2 separate regions of the Hordeum vulgare genome follow, and region 1 is linked to region 2. The links are chromatin contacts, called in public Hi-C maps. All regions are on one chromosome and are shown on one strand. Each heading gives the region's core, a stretch centred on a gene start, on an enhancer-like site or on the middle of the called end of the contact. The rest is flanking DNA. Distances are from core to core; before and after follow the strand shown.

Evidence for each region. A called contact is a pair of places that touch in the nucleus more often than the background predicts.
Region 1: a Hi-C map of seedling shows a contact between it and region 2, with 4 times the contacts expected there. The contact joins the promoter of LOC123444213 here to the promoter of LOC123441845 in region 2. A contact is called at or near these places in 2 of 6 Hi-C or Micro-C datasets (leaf and seedling).

What each region holds. Positions count from the first base shown.
Region 1 is chr3H:451,417,641-451,421,900 of MorexV3_pseudomolecules_assembly, reverse strand. LOC123444213 reads right to left here and starts at 1,634. Exons shown (of 5, transcript XM_045120864.1): 1 at 409-1,634. The coding sequence starts at 445.
Region 2 is chr3H:450,721,957-450,726,513 of MorexV3_pseudomolecules_assembly, reverse strand. LOC123441845 (mitogen-activated protein kinase kinase kinase 18-like) reads left to right here and starts at 1,698. Exons shown (of 1, transcript XM_045118052.1): 1 at 1,698-3,188. The coding sequence starts at 1,797. The coding sequence ends at 3,188.

The DNA of each region.
Region 1 (4,260 bases), core at 385-2,884, 700 kb before region 2:
AAATGGGCCATTTTGATTTGTAGGATTCTCAAAAAAAAATGCATGTATCCAAACAAAGAAACGTTAACTCTTGGATCTTATGTGTTTTGTTCACTGGAGTTAATGAAATCAAAATCTTAACAGAACAACAAGAATATATATTAATAAAAGGCAAATCAGATGAAAGCAAAACTTAAAAGTACAGCTAGAACGTTATTTATGCTAATAAAGGAAGCACCTCGCTCTCCTAACCACGGTTATCTTAAACATATGTATAAAGTGGATTTGAGTTTCCATATTTCCAAGGAGATAACCAAAAGAAACGTCTCATACTCCAATCGTTTTCCTATACTTTTCCTATGAGCCAAGGAATCCAACAAGATGCCGATAAACATGCATACATGTACAACAAGGAAATTGAACAATTACCGATAGTTGATGGGTCATGATCAAGTTGAAAATGCATCAAGATGTAGACACCTTCACAAGCAAGAAATCAATTGCAGCAGCAGACGGCCTGTCACGACCAAACCCAGAGCAGTGATGGTGACGTAGGCACCTGGACAAACAATTGTATAAAGAGCAACATCATCATATCACAACAGACCACCACCATACCCGTAGAACAAGCATGAAACAATACACGTACAACAATGAAATTGCAGAAGAAAAAACTATTGCTAGCATAGTAGTAGTACAAAAGATGACCATGGATTGAATGGATCTTTCTTGAGAGAGAGACAGAGAACGAGTGGACGGCCTCCATCCATTCATTTCGAGTGGACTGGGCATCACTGCTACAAAAACTATGTGAGCCACTCACTCCATGTGCGCATATCCCCAAAAGATGACCATATTATCTGACTGGAACTAGCACTCGTAAAAAAATACTAAATAAATCAATACATAAACTACTTAAGATTAATCAATTTAGCGTAACATTAGACACTAAACTACTAATTAAGTTTAATTTAGCACAACATGGGACACTATACTACTTGTGTCGGTAAGTTTTTAAATCTTAGCACATACTTCTTCCATATCAAAATACAAAGAAGTTTTATTACACCATGGGGTATCTTATATTTTGATTAGGGAGTATATCGCATAAGCACTGGTGCTAGAAAATTTCTCTGGCCCTAGACGAGAAGGGTGAGAAAAGTCGACTAAAGATGACACAAAATAATGCAATGATTTCCCACAAAAAAAATATGAGAAGTGCTAAACATCTAAAGGCTTAGTGCGCGCCTAAGCTAATAACATAGATTGTTATCTCCCCCATTTAGATACTACAAATCGTACCAAGGGATGTGGCAAAAAAAAACTCAACAAAGAGTGTTCACAACACCACAAAAGAAGTGAAGGGATGCAAAAGAGGTTTGAGTGGACTGGAATTTTTCTTCTTAAAAAATAAAAGAGTGCATGAACGCTTAGGAAAAATCCTAAGAATTTCAAATCCTTCAAGGATCATGTGAGAGACTCCCTCTGTAATGATATATAGAAAAAAAATCACACATATCCAAACACCCTATAAATCCTTCCGAACATAGATTTATTTTTTCCTTTGTCCTGCGGTGATATACATATAGTCCGATGATTAAAAAAAAACTCGGCACACAGGAGACGGACTAGCAGGGCTTGATGCGAAGTACTAGCGGCAGCTGTGATAGCTTTCTTCGCTAAAATATTCGTTTTCCTTGATGAGAAGTATGTGTATAATAACATAAAATAAAGATCCAACCTGCAAGACAGAAGAAACACTTGAGGCAATGATTCGTGAGGATAGGAGTAGAAAGCAGAGAAATACTAGTCGTTTTCTTAAGAGTAAGATGATGAAAGAAGAATCTAATGGCGCTGCTTCATTGAGCTAGCAGAGGACTCACCCACGAGACGAGAGAACAAGCGATGGAGGTAGGCATACGTTCGCGCCCCGGCCGCCATGAGAGTCTCCGGGAGCGCCACCGTACCGTCACGGTGCTGTTTCCCATCTGGACATCCGCCAGGTGAGGGGACGTACGTTGCTGCCGTCCGGCCAGCGAGTATGCGTCTCGATGCGGCGGGGCTATATCCATCTCGCTATGGAAGGGTGAGCCCGGCGGCCACGGTGGCAGTGGGGTGGAAGAAAGGGTGAGCCATGGATCCATGGTGGCAGGCAGTTGGAAGGAGGGGCCGGCGGCCATGGTAGTTAGAGATCTGAGAGGAGACGAGAGGAGCAGGAGAGAGAGGCGGCTAGGGTTTCTTGGATCCAGGCAGCGAGAAGATAAGGCGCCTCCAGATCTGACACCCGATTTTGACAAAAGTTAATACGTATGGTGGGTGGCAGGCAGACGAGGGGAGGCGCACGCGTTTCTATTTCTTTTGCAGTGGGGACGCACGGATTTTCACGTCACGCATGACTTGACCGACCTGACTCGACCGAGGCCCAACCGCGTACCAAGCAAGGTCCGGTTTCGTTCACATTTCAGGAGGATCAAACATATGAATACTCAGCTAAAAAAAAAACATATGAATACTCCTACTATTGATGCCCTTCGCGTTGTTACGAAAATCTTAATAAAACAAATGTATAAATAAACCGCTCTTAACTTATATTTTTCAAATATTAAAGCATATAAAGCACGTGATAAAATGGTGTATAAAAAGAGAAAATTGCTGGATTGAAGTCCACAGAGTGTCTACACAAAAGTGTGTAAGATGACCTACATATATTTGCTCCAAACCGTCCATGTCCATACAAAAATCAGTGAAATAAATTAGGTGGCATGATTGTATGAATAGATTAATGTTTAAATTGTACTCCCTTCGTTTTTAAATATAAGTCTTTCTAGAGGTTTCACTAATGAACTACATACAGATGTATATAGACATATTTTAGAGTATAGATTTACTCATTTTGCTTCATATGTAGACATCTAATGAAATATCTTAATAGACTTATATTTAGGTACAGAGGGAGTAAGTTATAATCACATGCATTACTTGATGGTGTGACATGGTTGCATGACGAAAAAAATAAATAATAGGTTGCAATTATTTAAGAAAAAGGATTTCCTCATACCATTAATTTTTTTACAAATTTTTGAAACGTTTAAATGTGATTTTTAAATCTGACAGGAACATTCGCACAAGCAGGATAAGCAAAAATATACTCCGTCTCTTCCTGTGTATAGTGCCCATTTCATCTCGGCTACAACATCAATGAATGGGTTGGCATGTTTATTATGGACTATGATGGCCTTCACTCAACATGTCCACATGCACGTGCCCACCCACATCTGTACGTCCCTGTTTGGATACTCTAATTCGGTTAGAGATTAGAGTTAGATTATAACTTTAGGTTAACCATAAGCTAACTCTAACCAAAGAAGTGTTTGGATGGCAGGGTTAGAATACCAATAAATGCACTTTTTTTAATCATTTGGCCCATTTATCCAGGATTTAATGTGGCGAAGGTAGAGGGGAAAATAACTTTTTCTATGCCCCACCTAACTCTAACCCAAATAAGCACCTCTTGGATTGGTTAGTTCTTTTGGGTGGGTTAGATGCATCTAACCAACTCTAACCCTTCTGTTTGGATGTTTTGGAGTTAGTTGGGTCCAATCTAACCAACCCTAACTCTAACCCATGGATCCAAACAGGGCCTACAAGGAGTATGATAATGGCATCCACACCCCCATCAGCTTTAGTCTTCAAGAACTCGCAAGCAGATTGGTTCAGGGGTCCGGGACGTGGACCAGGAGCTAGCAAAGGAAGAAGTAATGGAGGCAAACGAGGTGGTGGACGCATAGGTAGTGGCGGCGTTGGGCGCATTCCTCGGACTTGCCTGGAATACCCAAGATTTAGGGCTATTTTTAATAGGCGTGTTAATCCAGCCCAGTCCAAGCTCAGACAGAGGAGCCACCAGCGAGGCGTCTGGTCACACGCAAGGACGAGCGGTCGAGCGAGACATCGATCCCTCTCCTCGACTCCTCCCGGCTCCTGCCCAAGCCCAACCCTAACCTAGCGGCGACGATGGCCGGCCTGTTGGAAATATGCCCTAGAGGCAATGATAAAATAGTTATTATTCTATTTCCTATTTAAAGATAATCGTTTATTATCCATGCTATAATTGTATTGAATGAAAACATAGATACATGTGTGGATACATAGACAAAACAATGTCCCTACCAAGCCTCTAGTTGGCTAGCCAGTTGATAAAGGATGGTCAAGGTCTTTTGACCATATGCAAGTGTTGTCACTTAATAACTGGATCACATCATTAGAAGAATCATGTGATGGACT
Region 2 (4,557 bases), core at 449-2,948:
GTCCGGCACGTGTATCTAGGTCATCAATTTGATCAACTTAATGAAGGGCATATATTACAAAATATATATCATTAAAAACTTTAGATGTTCTATTTTCTAATGATATAATTTTTATGTTATACAATATATTTTATATAAGTCAAAATGACAACCTAGATACACGTGCATGCCTTATAAACTGTGACGGAGGGAGTACTACCATTACGACCAACCTAATAACATTAGCGAGGACCGAGGTGATGTTTTGGGAGACTTTTTTTTGAGGAAATGTTTTGGCAAAGTTCTTAGAGTTGGCTGTAGTGCAGGGTACTGACTGACTTGGGGAATGGCGTGGTTGGCATATGCATATTTGATGAGATGATTAGAGAGTTTGGATGGAGAAAGAGAAGGGAGAGAGCCTCAACCAAGGAACATGACAATAAACTCTTTTTTGAAAAATAATGAAGGGGGTGGAAATAAGAGGAAAAACTTTTGTTGTACCTTGCAAAAAAACACTTTTGTTGTATATAAGAAAACTTCATACAGGAAAACAATGCGTATACCCCTTAGATCCATATTAGTTGCCGCTGAAATGGATCACAATTCAGGGGAAATACACTAGAATGAACAAATATGGAATTTGATCTGTCCAAATTTATCTTCTGCAGACCTGCGTATGTATGTTTTTAAAATTTTAAATTCAATAAATAAAATTTATAGTCAGATAATTGTTCTTCTCACAATGTAATAACTCATATTTATCTCAACGGTCGACATATTGGATTCCTTTATTGCATGGCATACCAGAAGAAAACTAGATAAGTTTGCAATATTGTGATAATCAATAGTAATGAAGTTTTGAAATGTCCTGAAATTTAACATTGAGATGGAACTGATTCTAGGCATGCATTGGAACTTGGAAGTCGAACTTTCTTCCCTTCTTTTGCCCGGCCGGGTGGAGCAAAGACAAGTCGAAGATTTAGCGTGGAGAAACCTTCAGGATGACAGAATGTGTGCACTGGTTGACTTGTTGAGAAGACCGGACCGCTCCAGCCAAGTGAGACCGGTGAGCCGAGTCGCGAGCAGAAGGCCGGTGTGGCCGTGTGGGTAGGTGGTCAGCTCCCGGCTGCGAAGGGCGAAGCAACCCTACTGATTCCTGAACTTGTTTTTGGCACCTCGCAGCCCGAGCCTTGCGTCACTCCCTGCGCTGGTCGTGCACATTCATCTGAACATAGACTCGTGGTATCGGAAAGCAGAACGATCCCCGTAGCCGCCACCACTGGCCTTGCCTTATGGACAACATCACAGTGGGTGCAGTTAATTTGACAGCCCAAAAGATTATAGCACAGCATTGGAGGAATGGCAACTGGTATACTCCTACTAGTTCAGAGACCGCACTGGCTTTGGGAGTGATCCAAAACGTGCATAGAATATTCGCGCCTCATTCCCCGATTAGGCATGCAGGGCCAAGAAAAGAGAGGTCGGAAATCCCATCTACCGCGCAGAATTTGACCATGAGCATGAGCATGAGCAGCGGCTAAAAGCTCGTTACGCCGTCCCCTTGGCGTTGACTGGGGGGCTACGCACGAAGCACACGCCCCACGCGACTCGCTCTCTTTCCCCCTCTCCCGCACGTTTCCCACGCATCGCAGGCAGCCAAAGCGGGTGGCCATACAAATAAATACGCTCCCGCTCCCGCTCCCGCTCCCTTCGTCCACAGGCTCATCGCTCACAATTCACACGTCCAACCCCACGCAGCACCCAACGCCCGACCCAGGGTCGAATCCTCCCTCCCCTGCTCAGAACGCTCGATCGGAATGGACGCCACGGCGGCGAAGCAGCTCAGGCGGCTCCGCACGCTCGGGCGCGGCGCGTCCGGCGCCGTCGTCTGGCTCGCCTCCGACGACGCCTCCGGCCAGCTGCTGGCTGTCAAGTCGGCCGGCGCCGGCGCGGCCGACACGCTGCGGCGCGAGGGCCGCGTCATGGCCGGGCTCTGCTCCCCGCACGTCGTCCCGTGCCTCGGCTCCCGCGCCGCGGCCGGCGGCGAGTACCAGCTCTTCCTCGAGTTCGCGCCGCGCGGCTCGCTCGCCGACGAGGCCGCCAGGAGCGGCGGGAGCCTCGCGGAGCGCGCCATCCAGGGGTACGCGGCGGACGTGGCCAGCGGGCTGGCTTACCTCCACGGGAACTCGCTGGTGCACGGGGACGTCAAGGCGAGGAACGTCATGGTCGGCGCCGACGGGCGAGCCAAGCTCGCGGACTTCGGGTGCGCGAGGGCGGCGGGTTCCGACCGGGCGATCGCCGGCACCCCTGCGTTCATGGCGCCGGAGGTGGCGCGCGGGGAGGAGCAGGGCCGGGCGGCCGACGTGTGGGCGCTCGGCTGCACCGTCATCGAGATGGCCACCGGCCGCGCCCCGTGGGGCGACATGGACGACGTCTTCGCGGTGGTCCACCGGATCGGATACACTGACGCCGTCCCCGAGCTTCCCGCCTCGCTGTCGCCGCAGGCCAAGGACTTCCTCCGCAAGTGCTTGGCAAGAAACCCCCGCCACCGGCCCACCGCCGCGGAGCTCCTGGAGCACCCGTTCCTCGCGTCCGCCTTCCGCGACTACGGCGACGCGGAGCCGGCGAAGCAGGACTGGGTGTCCCCGAAGAGCACACTCAACGCGGAATTCTGGGAGTCGGACGACGAGGAGAGCGAAACAGAGGACACGCTGACGAGCGCGGCCGAGAGGATCGGCTCCCTGGCGAGCCCATGCTCGGCCTTGCCAGACTGGGACTCCGATGATGGCTGGATCGACGTGCACGGCGAACGCTCCGAACCTTCAGAAACTGCGACGGCCGCGGAGATCGCCGGCGCAGATTTCGGCCCTTGGAGTGAAGAAGGATTGGAAGCCGAGGTTGATGTCCATTTCGCTGATGCGGATGCCAGTAGGTGGTACGGCCTTGTGCGGAATGTGGATGGAGCGCATTATTTCGATGGGTACGAGAGAGATTTGAGTGTGAATGTAGCTACTGACAGACAATTGTGGATCACTGTTAGTCACAGACATGAAACTGTAAAATTTGGTTGTCGTTGCGACAGAGAAAGAAAATTACATTTTGATTTTGCGCAAATTTCCTTCTGTCTTCAACTTCCGTGGCATGCTGTTTGCGTTCTATCTTGCACTGAATGGAGGGTATTATCGATCTTTGCCTTTTTCTTTTTATAACTGCTGGCTGCTAAGGACCTCTTTAATTTGCAGGATTTAAAAAGCAGGGAACTAGTAGGAAAAAAACGCAGAAATAGAATATGGTTTCAGGATATAAATGGCGTTGGTGTCCACTTGTCCCTTATATGCCATCCACTTAAAAAAGGTTCATATGGCGATCATAGAAATTTAATGAAATTAAGTGGCATAATTGAACAACCCACCAAAGCCCACGATACAAACGTTGATCATTTGTTGTTCGCATCTTTTTCCAAACACATGAACTGCAATTTCACATCCTAACCCCTGCGTTCTCGACGCCGTCGTCGTCGAGCTAGGCGACTGGCTGTCGGCCTGCTGCAGCTGCACGTCAGCTGCCTACCACCGACTGCGGAGTGGGCGGGTGCGGCCTGCGGGCTATGTGCGGTGGCGTCGGGAAGGGGCAGGGGCGGGGCATGTTGGTTAGAGTCGCCAGTGAATTAGGGCGACGAGATCCGCAGAAGTGCAGAGCAGTCGCAATGGGAATCCGAGACGAAAGCAATGTCGCAAGCATGAAGACTCCAGCGGTCGCAAGGGATGCAGTGGATCATTTTTATATTCCTGCGGCGGCGCGGGATGCAACTCGTGGCAAACCATTGTTTGCTTGGCGAAACTTGTAGCCATACATGAACGCCACATAAGCCACATAAATGTTAACTCGACAATGATAGAATCCTATATAGGAAAATACGGACAATGCGGGCAAGTCCCATAACGTTCAACAAACTGTCCACTTACATCATGAATATGGTTTCTTGTGCAAAATAAATGATTGCGAAAAAAAAGGAATTTGCATAATTACATGTCTGATATGTAGGAATAGAAAAAACACATGACTCCTAAAATGCATGATCAAATTAAGGTTAGACTCCTCCAAGACGAGGGTTTTCCGCCTTCTACCAGCTTCGATGCTGATCTGCCACGTCTTCCGAGGCCTTCAGACCATGGAGGCATGGTGGATCCCGGCTCTTGTCGGCGGGAGGGGGGCTTTTAGCTTGTTTAGTGTTTGTGTCTTGTGCTCATGAAGAGGATGCTGTGGCAGCTCCCCGGAGATGAAATAAGGTTTTCCCGTCTAGCCCTATACTAATAGTGCATCTTCTGTCGCTGAAGGGCATATGAACGTGTGTCTACGGTGGATCTTGTGAATTTGGCTGGTGTTTATCTTCGATGGATTTGTTTGGATCCGATCTTCATTCGACTACATTCGTGTGTCTACAGGTTGTACTCTTTCGATATCCGTTTCTGTTTATCAATGACGGATGATGTTGTGGTGCGCTGGTCCTTTCAATCCTTAGCATGATGACTTCTTGACTGTCTACTACAACAAGGCTTACTTGACTCCGACGAGGAA